2 separate regions of the Mus musculus genome follow, and region 2 is linked to region 1. The links are chromatin contacts, called in public Hi-C maps. All regions are on one chromosome and are shown on one strand. The core of a region is the stretch at or near the end of the contact, and the rest is flanking DNA. Distances in the headings are between cores, read along the strand shown. Region 1 overlaps Npc2 (NPC intracellular cholesterol transporter 2). Region 2 holds the start of Fcf1 (FCF1 rRNA processing protein).

Region 1 (6,362 bases), core at 2,227-4,726:
ACGTAATTCTAAAATCCTTCTCTTTTCTTTCCTATTTTTCTTCCCTCCCTCCCTTTGTTGAAACAGAGTTTTTGTCACACAGCTTTAGCTGACCTAGAACTTGCTATGTAGCTCAGACTGGCTCCAAACTTCTGGTCCTCCGGCCTCTGCCTCCTGAGTGCCGAGATTATAGGTGCACATTCCCAGGTTTCATTCTTAGATCAGAGGCGTATAAACAGAGTCTCATAAGATTCCTTGCTGTAAGGAAACTTTCTTGTTAGCTAGAAATGGAGATGGCCAAGCACAAGGTTGGTCCTCAGCTTGTGGGTCATGACCCCTTGGGGAGCTGTATGACCCTTTCACAGGGGTCTCCCAAAACCACGGGGAAACACAAACACTTACATTACGATTCATAGCAGTAGCAAAAGTACAGTTATGAATTAGCAACAAAAATAACTTTCTGGTTGGGGGTCACCACAACATGAGGAACTGTATTAAAGGGTCAAACCATTGGAAGGGTTGAGAACCCGTGGTCCAAAGACATGTTTAACTGAATAATGTCAAGGGTCACCACCCTGTGAAGCAAAAGAACTTCACTTCACCTCCTTAAACTGTGTCGTCCCCCTCCCCAGCCCCCACTCCTCCCTCCTCTCCCCATCTTGCTTTGTTTCTTCTAACGCAGGTTCTCACATCAAAGCCTAGACTGGCTTGGAACTTATCACACAACCCAGGCTGTTTGGAACGCACAGTGATGTTCCTGCCCCGCCTTTTTGAGCGCCAGGATTACAGCACCACCGTGCACAGGTCTTAAGATGATTTCTGCTCATCTCTCATTTGAGATCGCCACCTTGACTCTTCATGTTGAAGCTATGAGCTGTGTTGTTGTTTGTACTTTGTTTCTTAAGACATAGTCTCACTTCTTCATCCCAGGCTAGCCTGGACCTCCAGAATACACTAGATAGCTGAGGCTGGCCTTCAACCCATAGTGATCCTCCTGCCTGAGCTTTCTATGTGTTGGAAGTGTGAGCCATTGTCCCTTCTAATTTTGTAGGGTTTTTTTGTTTTTTTTTTAGACAATCTCACTATGTATTGCTGGCTAGCACTGAACTCAGAGATCCGCCTGCTGAGAGCTGGGATTAAAGGTGTTCATCAACAGGGTTGTTTGTTTGTTTGTTGTTTTAAAGATGTAATGAGCCACTAGGACCAGTTGTGAGTATGAGTGTTTTGTCAGAAAGTATATAAGAGCACCATGTGCACGCAGTGTCCTAGTAGACCAGTAGAGGGCATTGAAGCCCCTAGAACTGGAGTTATAGAGAGCTGTGAGGGGCCATAGGCATCTGGGAACTAACTGGTCCCCTAGAAGAGCATCAAGTGCTCCTAACCACTGAACCATCTCTCCAGCCCCCACTTCTAATTCTAATCAAGTAGCTCTTTATTCATGGTTCCTCTCTAACCTGAGCACTCAGGGAAGGGGCTGCCCATCATTAGTTACAGACACCTTTGTCCCTCAAACTGTCTTCACAATGTAACACTTGAGGGACAATAACATCTACATTCTTGAAAACCTGGCTTTGATTGCAAGACTTGTGTGCCACCACACCCGGCGTTACTGTTTTTTTAAACTAACAGTTTAAACTTTTCAAACTAAATACAAAGTACCTACCGTGAATCAGGCTCTGACAGATCTCTGCATACTGACGCTGCCACCTATAAATCTTTAGGGTCTCCAACAACCCTTAAACTAGAGGTTCCCAACCTTCCTGATGCTGTGACCCTTTAACACAGTTCCTCATGTTGTGGTGACCCCAACCAAAAATTTATTTTCGTTGCTACTTCATAACTGTAATTTTGCTGCTGTCAAGAATCATAATGTTAATATCTGTGTTTCTTAGGTGACCCTCGTTAAAGGGTCGTTTAGGCCCCAAAGGGGTTGAGAACCACTGTCTTAAAGACTACTGATATTTTAGTCTTCTACTTCTCTTTCTAGAAACAAATTACATCTGGGTTCTACTTGGCTTCCTTAAAAAAAAAAAAAAAAGTAACACCTGTGAAGATTAATGACATATGTCTGTAATTCCAGAATTTTCGAGGTTGAGGCAGGAGGACTGCCTGGAGTTCAAAGCCAGCCAACCTGGGCTACCAAGTGAGATTTTTTTCTGAACACAAACAATTCTAGAACAAAACAATGAAGTAACCCCCTTTTTTAATGGGGGGGGGGAGCACTTGCTTTATGTCCTTTATTTTTATCACAATCCCTACCTAGGGGACACCACTCCAGCACCTGTGGCTAGCGAGTATGTAAAGTCGGCTTGGAGGGGCGCCCAGCTCCACTGAGACACCCAAGTGCTGCTGCTAAGTGGTCCTGCTCTCTCCTTAAGAATATGGAGGAGAAACCAGGATCCTGAAGATGCTGCCAAGGCAGTTTCTACCTTTAACTATTTGTTACCTGGCTAAAATCGCTGCACAGGCTTTGGACTTAGGAGTCTTACCTCTAAATCTAGGTGCTAAGACTTCTTGGTAGAGTGGACTTGGACTCTGTATTATGTAATACCAGAAGCTTAAAATTCTTCGCTTGTAAGTCAGAAATAATATCGCCACTACACAGGGAGGCGGTGAGGGCTAGGGCTATAAAAATGGCACCCTTGGGTCCCTCAACTCATCTCCTCTCCCTTAGGCCTTCCCAGCTCCACCACCAGCTCTTTGCCCCAGTCTCTGCATCTCACTCCCAGCCCCGGGGCGGGCCTGGTGCCCTCAGCCACGGTGTCACTTACAGAGGGGTATTCATTCTTCACCGGAAGCTTATTCAGGTAGCTGTAGACCTTGTCTTTCTGGATGGGGCAGTTGATTCCACTCTTACAACCGTCAGGCTCAGGAATAGGGAAGGGGACCCGGATCCCTTCCAGGATGCCGTGGACCAAGGCCGTGCTGTTCTGGGACTGAGTGCCTAGGAAGACAGGGAGTCAGGTGGAAGGCAGCTATGCGTTTGTGAATTCTAAGTCAAGTCGTCAAATACATCATCAAATGCTGGAATGGTGACTCCAGAAGATCAGGTGGTCCCGAACTATGGGGTCTCCATCCCTATGAGTCACATTCAATACCTAGCCCTGTCACGTGATGAAGGAAGCTGGTATCTTTCCTTGCTCTCCATCAAGGGAATCAGGCTACTGGGACAGATAACCTTATCTCTCTCCCAGGACCACTGACTTCTGTCATTGAGTTTTAAATACCACAGTCTAGCACAGCAGTGGCAGGTAATCCTTCAGATGCCATGGAAGATTAAAAAGAAGTTCATTTCTCTAGCCCCTACACTGCAAGATAAGCAGAAGGGATGAAAGTATTATTACCACCGCGTGCCTCCCTCTGACTATCAGGCTATGAAAACAATGTACCCCAAGAAATTGGAATTCCCCACTGGAAGAAGGGAAAAGCTGAGCCCTGGTACCAGCAGAAGAAGGAACTTGCCATGTAGGAAGGTCACAGGGTTCTGACAACTTGGAGACAGGCCAGGAGCTGAGCTAAGGATACATTAATACCTTGACCTCTTGCCTTCTATTTAGACCTAAGCCTTGTCAGTGACCCGGAAGAGCTCACTAAGCCTCTGGATTTGTTCCTCTTCCCAGTGTGACCACACTCAGTTTCCTCTCTCAAGCTTTCACTGTCTTTTTAGACACACGGAGGACAAGGCTGCCGGGGCCCAGACCCGTCTCCTCCAGTAACATTACACATTGTAAGGGCATTTTAGAGATCTAGGGTATTAGCTGGGTCTCACTTGTTTCATTTTTAAATAATAACAATGCCTAAATTACATTAGTACACGTAGTCAGTGGGGGAGAGGTCACAGCATATCTACAGAGGCGGGAGGACAAGATTCAGGAGTCAGACTTCCTGTTCAAAGTGTGGATTCTGCGGTTCAACTTCAGGGTGTCAGCCTTGGCGACAGAGCAGGCATCGTCACCTGCCAGGTCATCATCAGGGACTCTTTTTTTTTCTTCTTAAGATTTATTTATCTTATATATGTGAGTACACTGTAGTTGTCTTCAGACACACCAGAAGAGGGCATCAGATCCCATTACAGATGGTTGTGAGCCACCATGTGGTTGCTGGGAATTGAACTCAGGACCTCTATGAAGAGCAGCAGTCAGTGCTCTTAACCGCTGAGCCATCTCTCCAGCCCCTCTCAGGGACTCTTAATTTTAGTTTATTAAAGACATGTTTATTCAGCATCATGATTAGACTATTACTCTGATCAACAACACAGACCAAGAAAACTGTACATTAAAACCCTTCACTTGGGGAGGGAGCAACGGAGAGTAACCCAGGCAGGGAAGAAGGCTTGTTGTTCTTCCAGAGGACCAGGGTTCAGTTCTCAGCATCTACATGGTGGCTTACAACCATCCATAACACTAATTCTAGGGGATCCAACAGCCTCCCCTGACCCTTGTGAGCACCAGACATGCATGTACTAAATATGCACACATGCTGGTAAAAACTATAGAATAAATCTAAAAATCAAAACTAAAAAAACCAACCAAACAAACAAACCCAAAATCCAAAGTTATAATAACAATTATGAAACAGAACAAAACACTCCCCCACCCCCCCAACCCCCGTCACTGGAATGTGTTACACTTTCCACAGAACAGAAACTAAAACAACTTGTTTCGCAATTAGTCACAGAAACAGCTCAGATACACGAGGAGTCTCTAAAACATGTCTTCTTCTCACCACCACTACTGTGTTTTGCTGAGGTCTTAACTTATAACCTGAGGCTTCCCCGTCACTTCCTGGGCTCTCCTCTCCTGCTAAGCTTTACTTCCTGGCTATAACTAGAACCTTCTGCCACAGAGAGCTCCTGCACTGGCAGCTTGGTCTTGTGGTTTAGCTAGGCACCTTTTTACCACCACAGGCTCCAGAGCTTCTGCCTCCAGAGCTACCTCCCATCACAGGCCCAGCATCTGAAGATGAATTACGGTAACTATCAAAATTGCTGCTGTGTCTACTGCCTCCAAAATGGCTTCCGAATCCATTACAGCCATCCCCACTGGCATCACACACAGCACAGCTACCACCGTTTTTAGGTTTTCTCCATACCTAAACCTAACCCTGCCACTGGTACCAAACCAACTTGCTTTTTTGGTCGTGGTGATTCACTTGCAGCGAGAGAAACCCTGACTGAGGCCCTCACTACCCCTGGAGCTGGGCTGGTTCCATTCATCTTTCCAGCCGGCCAGCCTCTGCCACCCACTGCCCTGAATGCACAGGCGCGCAAGTGCCTGTGTGGCCACACCCGGCTTTTTATGTAGGTACTGGGATCTGAACTCAGGTCTTCACATTTATGCAGCAAGTGTTCTTACATACTGAGTCTCTCCCCAGCCTCTAGATTTTTTTCTTAAACAAACAGGGGATAGGGCATATGAGGAAAGAAAGCGGAGTGGGCATTCTTCGAGCTTGGAAGCCAACAGTGCTGAGAACTTCGAGTCCTACACAGTTCACGGGAGAGTAAGCAAAGGAAAAGTTTCCAAGCAGCTGCTCTCTCCAGAGAGAAGCATTTTGCACGTGTCTAGATATCTTCATTTATCTTTATGTGTCTGTGTGTATGCACACATATGTTTTGGTGCCTGTGCAAGGGGGGGGGAGAAGGGACTCGATCCCCTTGAGCTGGAGTTGCAGGTGGTTGTGAGTGGGCATCGGAAATCCAATTGAGGTCCTCTTCAAGGGCAGCAAGCTCTCTCTCAACTGCTGAGCCATCTCTCTGTGGTGCAACACCGGCCCCACACCCCCGTGGGTGTGTGTATGGGGGGCGTGTCTCGAGTGTGACACAATGCACAAGTGGAGATCGGAGAACCACTTGATGGATTCAGTTTTTTCCTTTGACTGTCTGGGTTCTCGGGATTGAACGTAAGTCATCAAGCTTGGGGACAAGTGCCTTTACCCACAGAGCCACTTCACACAGACCCTCTCTCTTGAGATAAGGCAGCAGTTCTCAACCTGTGGGTCTTGACCCCTTTGAGGGGGGTCAAATGACCCTTTCGTAGGGTCACATGTCAGACACCCCACATATCAGATATTTACACCATGACTCATAACAATAGCCAGATTACAGTTAAGAAGTAGAAACAAAAGCAATTTTGTGGCTAGAGGTCACCACAACGTGAGGATCTGCATTAAAGGGTCGGAGCATGAGGAAGGTCGAGAAACCACTGAGATAAGGTCTCTCTATGTAGTTTCATCTAGCCTAGAATTACCTATTATATGAAGCTGCTCTTGGGCTTCCCCCACAGCCTGGCTGGAATGAAGGTTATGAAGGAGTTTTGAGGTTTGTAGAATTAAGTTTCTACTATCATAATGTAAATAACTTCCATTCTATCGTCAGCTGATACCCC
Region 2 (6,836 bases), core at 3,729-6,228, 210 kb after region 1:
ACCATTTACACCTGAAGCTATCCTTGCATTTGAACCTTCCAAAGTAGATGAGGGTTAAAATAATATGGACCAGGTCTCTGTTGAAAATTGAAAGAACCATATTAACTATTGACTACTAGTTAATACTATTATCATATTACACAAAATGTTTGTTGCTTATTATTAAATTACCATTATCTGATCACTGGCCAGAAAGTACAATGAGCACAAAATGCAATGAATATTAGCATTTTAACACTAATATCAAAGTGCACCTAAACAAATACATTAGCTGCACATACATGAACACAGACACATGTGTACACACACCCTGTAAGCATACACATATATGAACACAGACACATGTGTACACACACCCTGTAAGCATACACATATATGAACACAGACATGCACATGCACATACACAGGACAACATGTAAACCATCTCATAAGTCTGGAAATGTTACTATAAAAAATGAAGACTAAGCATTTAATAACCCTTCAAAAATATGTCACCAAAAAAATAGTAACTGAAATTTAAACCTAAGATAATTAATGGCTAGAGCCATTTCAAAGGTAAAATGAGGGCCTCTGGCTATAACTCAGTTGGTAGAGTTCCTTACCCAGCAATGCTAAGTAGGATCAACTACTGGGCATGGTGACACACCTTTAATCCCAGCACTTGGGAAGCAGAGGCAGGTGGATCTCTGGGAGTTCCAGACCAATCTGGTCTACAGAGTGAGTTCCAGAACAGCCAAGGCTGTATAAACAAGCAAACAAATGAAGTTCTAGGTTATGCTCAATTGTTCAAGGCCAGCCTGTGATACACTAGACCTTTTCTTTAAAAACAACAACAACAACAAAAAAAACCAGGTAAAATAATATACTATAGTACTTACTAATGTTACAAAATCTTAACTGTTGTAGGGTATGTTAAGCAGCCATACTCTAACCAGGACCCTTGCAGAAGGCTGAACATGAGCAATAATTTTTCCAAGTTGACCACTTGGTATAGTATTTAACTATTTATAAGTTATTCTTCAACAGAGGCTGAGTTTGCTTTTGTTTTTGTTTTAACAATAACTAGCATGTTGTCTGGGACAGAATAGCCTCTCAATAAATGCTGTGTGAATATGTGATGTACCTCTAAAGTGTCATGTAACCAATCCAACATCAAGACAGGAGAACACGCTGTATCTTATATTACCACATTTTAAGCATCTTTTGTTTTTAGTTTATGTATATGGGTTCTCTCTCTCTCTCTCTCTCTCTCTCTCTCTCTCTGTATGTGTGTGTGTGTATGTATGTGGTTTTTTTGTGAAGGCTAGAAGAAGGTGACAAACCCCCTGGAGTCAGGCTTATGGGCAGTTGTGAGCTGTCAGATGTGGGTGCTGAGAGCCAAATCTGGATCACTGAAACAGCAGCCAGTGTTCTTAGCCACCACGCCATCTCTCTGGCCGTTACTCCATTTAAAATCACCAGGTTAGATTAAAAAGTAATTAACCAAATAAATGTTTGTTGGGGGAACAACATATGGCCCATGAGATAAATGTAAACATGTAGTTTGAGACTAGAAATAATATCTCTACATTAACTTGAAATATAAGATGTTCCCTAGGGGCTCTCCCACTAGTCGTAATTCTATTCAAATGTATTTAGACCAATTAATAAGGAGAACAAAGTCCAAGGCCAATTAAGTATTCAAACTGTGGACTCAGGGGTCTCAGAGACTCTTTCTCTTCAGGACTACAGAAAACACACAATGAACCACTAAGAAGGACTAAAGTAATTCTTTCCCTCACGAGTGTGCAGTCAAAAGTAATTACTTCCCACTTCCATTCAACACAGTCAAAACCATGCTACCTTCCATCCCTATCAAAGGATGGCATATAATAGCTGAGGCTTTAATCGTAGGCTTTAAGATCCCCAGATTATGACAAAATTACAATGCAGCAAAGCACTCTGCTAGCTATGTTCTCAACCCCACAGTTCTCATACTCTGCTAGCTATGTTCTCAACCCCCACAGTGTTCCTCCACTGATTCAGCTCCTTATCAAGTATTAACAATCAAGGATCAGAAAGTTCTCAGAACAGAAGCTGCAAATCGATTTAAAATAAAAGAAAAAAAAAAAAAAACAGATTTCAAGCTTGAGAGGAAAGGGCTTTTCTTTCAGTCCCTGAATTTAAAAGCAAGTTACAAATTACCTAGCTCGGCAATTTTCTCTTTGAGTGCTCTCAATCAAGTGCACAAGGATGCAGTCTGTCTGTCTCTGTCTCTCTTTTTCTCTCTCTGTCTCTGTTTCTTTCTCTCTCTCTTTTCTAATCAGTCTCCAGATGGTTTTTCTTTTTTTAATAATTGACCATGTTTATTAAAAAGGCTAAATACCGGTGGGCAGTGGTGGCACACGCCTTTAATCCCAGCACTTGGGAGGCAGAGGCAGGCGGATTTCTGAGTTCGAGGCCAGCCTGGTCTACAGAGTGAGTTCCAGGACAGCCAGGGCTACACAGAGAAACCCTGTCTCTAATCTCCCACCCCCAAAAAACGGCTAAATGCCTAATCACTAACATGTTTCTTTTTTTCCCCACATTTTTTATTAGATATTTTCTTCATTTACATTTCAAATGCTATCCCAAAGTTGCCTATTCCCTCCCCCCGCCCTGCTCCCCTACCCACTCAAGCCCACTTCTTGGCCCTGGCATTCCCTGTACTGGGGCATATAAAGTTTGCTAGACCAAGGGGCCTCTCTTCCCAATGACGGCTGACTAGGCCATCTTCTGCTACATATGCAGCTAGAGACACGAGCTCTGGGGGTACTGGTTAGTTCATATTGTTGTTCCACTTATAGGGTTGCAGACCCCTTCAGCTCTTGGGTACTTTCTCTAGCTCCTATATTGGGGGCCCTGTGTTCCATCCTATAGATGACGGTGAGCATCCACTTCTGTATATGTTTCATTTTTTAAAAATATGGGTGCTGTTAATTCTACCCATGAATGGTAGCCTGGCAGACACAACCTGTTGTGAAAAGATAAGGAACTCCCGGTGGGGGTAAAGCAGAAGTAAAGTCTCTGAAGACATGTCAATAATAAAATGATTTCAACACCAAAAATTCACAACCCACAGATGTGTGAACAACAGAGAGACCTGCACACATATGAGTCTCTCAAAGAGAACAACAGGAAGGACAGCAGTTTCACATTCAAACCGACACAAAATGACCCGTTATAGAGACCTGAAAGTTTAGTAAGAGTTCTGAGGTTCGCCAACACGGTCAAGTTTCAAAATAGTAAAAAAACACATGAACACTCAAGTGGTGTAACCTTTCGGGCTGGAAAAACTTGACAGGAAATGACTGAAAAGACTTTAATGGCAAGCATCTCTAGGGACGATGCTTATGACTATGAAAACACAGGTCGGTCCTAGTGGTGTCTGGGTAATATAGGTGCTGTGATGATGAGCTTAGCTTTATACACAAAGAAACAGAGGCACCAACTGATGGCCCAAAGCAATGCAAATAAAGCAACTCAAGAGAGGGAGTGAACTGCAGCCAGTCAAACGCCCGAGTCCCATAACCAATGCACTGCCTCGCACTGTTACACCTCGAACACCTCTGAACCCAGTAACACTAGGTCAGTGTCATGCAGTAAGAAAATCACAAGCGAACCAAACTGACCTCTGAGCGTCTAGGGCACAGCTTCAACATCGGTAAAACAAAGGTATCAAAAGAGTCAACTAAGATGAAGTTCACATAGCCTACAAGTCTCATAAACTGCACATCCACTTCCAGGAAAGCTGTCCCTGGCCTTCCACAGACTCTCAAGGGGTAAAAGAAACCTCTCTCCGGATGGCTAAGAACAACTAGAATACATCCTAAAAGCAAAGACAAACAAGCAAACGGAAAACAAAACCAAACACTGCCCAGTTTCGCTTTCTCATTCCCACATATTCTCCCTCTCCCATTAAGGACTGCACACCAGGCTTCACAACGAAGAGCACTGTTCCCCATCACATTCCAGGCTTGCTAAGTAGTTGCACATATAAGCTTCTGCACCTGTTTTTCTTGTGATCGTCTAAAAAAGGCCACTGCGACTGGGATAATTGGCTCAATGAGTAAAATACCTGCTGACCAAGCAAGAAGCCCTGAGTTTGGTTTGCCCAGGATCTGGTTAGAAAACAAGCCGGGGAGTAGTGGGCTTGTCCACTCCAGCACCGGAGGGCAGGGATGGGAGTATCTCTGGGGCTTTTTGGTCAGTCAATCTAGCAAAAACCGGAGGTGGAGGTGTTTCCAGGTTGGGTAAGACAGACTGTTTTCTAAAAAGTGGAAGATAAAGACAAGCAGCTTCCTCTGGCTTCTGCTCTGAATTTCTGCTCTGATGCACCTGCACGCTCGTGCTCGTACACACACACGGGAAGAGAGAGAGAGAGAGAGAGAGAGATGCAGACAGACAGAGACGGAGGGAGAACATTGGGGGGGGATGTCCTCCATCGCTATTACATTCCTCTCTTTCCGAAGAATCTTACGCCCAGCCTCACAAGTTCCAAGCCGGCGAGGAAAACCAATCAATAACCAGAGCCTCAAGGCTGAACTACAGAGCCAAGGCTGAAATGATGTGCCAGAGGAAAACCAGAATGTACTGTCAAACTATGGGACGCCCAGGATTCCCGACCCCTCTGCCCTCGTCCCCTCTTCTCTCGCTCGCCTTCAGCAATTCTGGTGCCTACGGTCGGCTGGGCTCTGCCTCCGGCTGCGGCGTGAAGAAAAACGTTACCCGAACGGGGGCTGCAACGTGGCCAAGTCCTAGTTCTGGGGTCCGAGGAAGCAGCGGCCTCATCCAGCACAAATCCTACCCTCCACCCGCCCCCCAAAAAAATCTCCAGTGTCGATCTCCGCCAGCGTTAGGAGCCGGCTCGGAGCTTTTACGTTTCCCAAAGTAGCTTCCGCCTCCGGGTTGGCCTTTGCCGGAAAGAGCGTGAGGATGACGTAAAGTGTCGCGCTGCGAGCGATTCCGGAAGAAACAGGAGTGCGGCGTGAACATGGTGAGCGGAGTGGGAGAACTTTGTCAGAGAGTTTTGGGGAGCAAACGGGAGCTCAGCCTTTGGCCAGATATAGACTCGGTGCTTCCTTGTTTGTTTGTTTGTTTGTTTGTTTGTTTAATTCCATTCTGGCCTTAGTTCGAAGGGAGTAGGGAGGGGGACTGAGTGCTGTTTGGGGAGGGGCAAGAAAAATAGAAGAGAACTTTAAAAGATGTTTTCAGCTCTTTTTAACTCGAAAACTTCTGTTTCAAGGGGAAGCAAAAGAAAACAAGGAAATATGCGACTATGAAGCGAATGCTCAGTCTGAGAGACGAGCGACTGTGAGTGGTCAGAACCAACTGGTTTCTTAAACTGATCAGAACTACAGAAGTCACGATGGGCTAAGTAGAAACATCTGATGTACTGGTTTCTTAAACTGCAGAAGTCACGATGGGCTAAGTAGAAACATTTGATGTTTTTTTGTTTTGCTTATAATGTCTTAGGTCTGTGTTGCATGGAATTATAGTCACACATTCGGTGGGGCAGGGCATGGTATCGTTGTGGGAAAGCCGGTGAGGAGGTCATACCATGGCTGTCTTCAGGTCCTGCCACCCAAGTTTAAAAAGGACGATGGGAAAAGTCCAAGATAGTCCCATTTTATAAGTTGTAAGAATTCAGAACCTTGCCGGGCGGTGGTGGCACACGCCTTTAATCCCAGCACTCGGGAGGCAGAGGCAGGCGGATTTTTGAGTTCGAAGCCTGGTCTACAGAGTGAGTTCCAGGACAGCCAGGACTATACAGAGAAACCCTGTTTCGAAAAAAAAACAAACAAACAAACAAAAAAAGAATTCAGAACCTTCGAACATGCTAGTATGATATTCCCATTATAAAGAACACTCAAGGGGCTGGTGAGATGGCTCAGTGGGTAAGAGCACCTGACTGCTCTTCCGAAGGTCCAGAGTTCAAATCCCAGCAACCACATGGTGGCTCACAACCATCCGTAACGAGATCTGACTCCCTCTTCTGGTGTGTCTGAAGACAGCTACAGTGTACTTACATATAATAAATAAATAAATCTTTTAAAAAAAAAAAATAAAAATAAATAAAGAACACTCAACCAGTTTCTCTGTATCGGTAAGGACTGGGTAAACAGTTAATTTAATGAAGACTGGGCTTCTTCGTGTTTAAGATTTTCGGAACAAGAGAGTGGTCATTAGAACCTTCAGAATTATTATTCTCAGCTTCTGATGTGGGTTTTTATTTTATCTAACAATGTCCCACTGATCACTTCCTTGTGTTGAGTCTTTATTTTATACGTGTGTTATGTTTCAGGCCTTTATAAATAACGTGGAGAAACTTTCCTCCTAAACTTGTGGTTTGAGTCCTTTTTGGTTTGATTTGGTTTGGTTTGTTGTTGTTGTTGTTGTTGTTGTTGTTGTTGTTGTTTGAGACAGGGTCTCACTAAGTAGCCTTGGCTACCCTGAAACTTGCTATGTAAACCAGACCTCGAATTTTTAGGGCTCTGTCTGCCTCTCTCTCCCTGGAGCTAGGAGGGCCACCATGCCTACCTTGGGATATTCAGAAGTCTTCAGCAGGTTAATAACAACCTCTTCACGGCCTCTTACACGTGGTTTGTTTTTGTTTTTTTTTAGCATATATTATACATAACAATAGATATCATTATGTTATTTTTCAAGTGGGTATATAATGTACTTTGAGTAAAATCAACCCCCATTTATACCAAGAAAAAAGTTAATAATTAGAATTTATTCATTAACAACATCTTGAGTTTATTAGCCTTACTGATTAATTTTTATATTTTCTGGCTACTTCCTGCTCTATTTAC

Evidence for each region. Hi-C and Micro-C count contacts between places; a contact is called where the count stands out from the background.
Region 2: a Hi-C map of double positive thymocytes shows a contact between it and region 1, with 2.8 times the contacts expected there. The contact joins the promoter of Fcf1 here to the enhancer-like site in region 1. A contact is called at or near these places in 6 of 39 promoter capture datasets (the C10 cell line, embryonic stem cells, liver and 1 more), 5 of 484 Hi-C or Micro-C datasets (B cells, CD8 T cells, Th1 cells and 2 more), 12 of 115 datasets of contacts at active chromatin or transcription factors (CD8 T cells, the SCID.adh cell line, bone marrow-derived dendritic cells and 8 more) and 4 of 9 other capture datasets (adipose tissue, embryonic stem cells, liver and 1 more).

The regions. Positions count from the first base shown.
Region 1 is chr12:84,757,970-84,764,331 of GRCm38.p6, forward strand. It overlaps Npc2 (NPC intracellular cholesterol transporter 2), which reads right to left. Exons shown (of 4, transcript NM_023409.4): 3 at 2,751-2,923. Among named protein-coding and RNA genes, the nearest start is that of Npc2, 12 kb to the right of the region's middle. Within about 2 kb of position 3,477, at least 115 of the 459 cell types and tissues checked have an H3K27ac peak or open chromatin away from gene starts, as enhancers often do. A contact at or near this core is called in CD8 T cells, Th1 cells, adipose tissue and 9 more, where this site is marked.
Region 2 is chr12:84,965,952-84,972,787 of GRCm38.p6, forward strand. Fcf1 (FCF1 rRNA processing protein) reads left to right here and starts at 4,979. Exons shown (of 8, transcript NM_028632.2): 1 at 4,979-5,014; 2 at 5,264-5,331. The coding sequence starts at 5,012. Arel1 (apoptosis resistant E3 ubiquitin protein ligase 1) reads right to left here and starts at 4,898. Exons shown (of 20, transcript NM_178065.5): 1 at 4,678-4,898.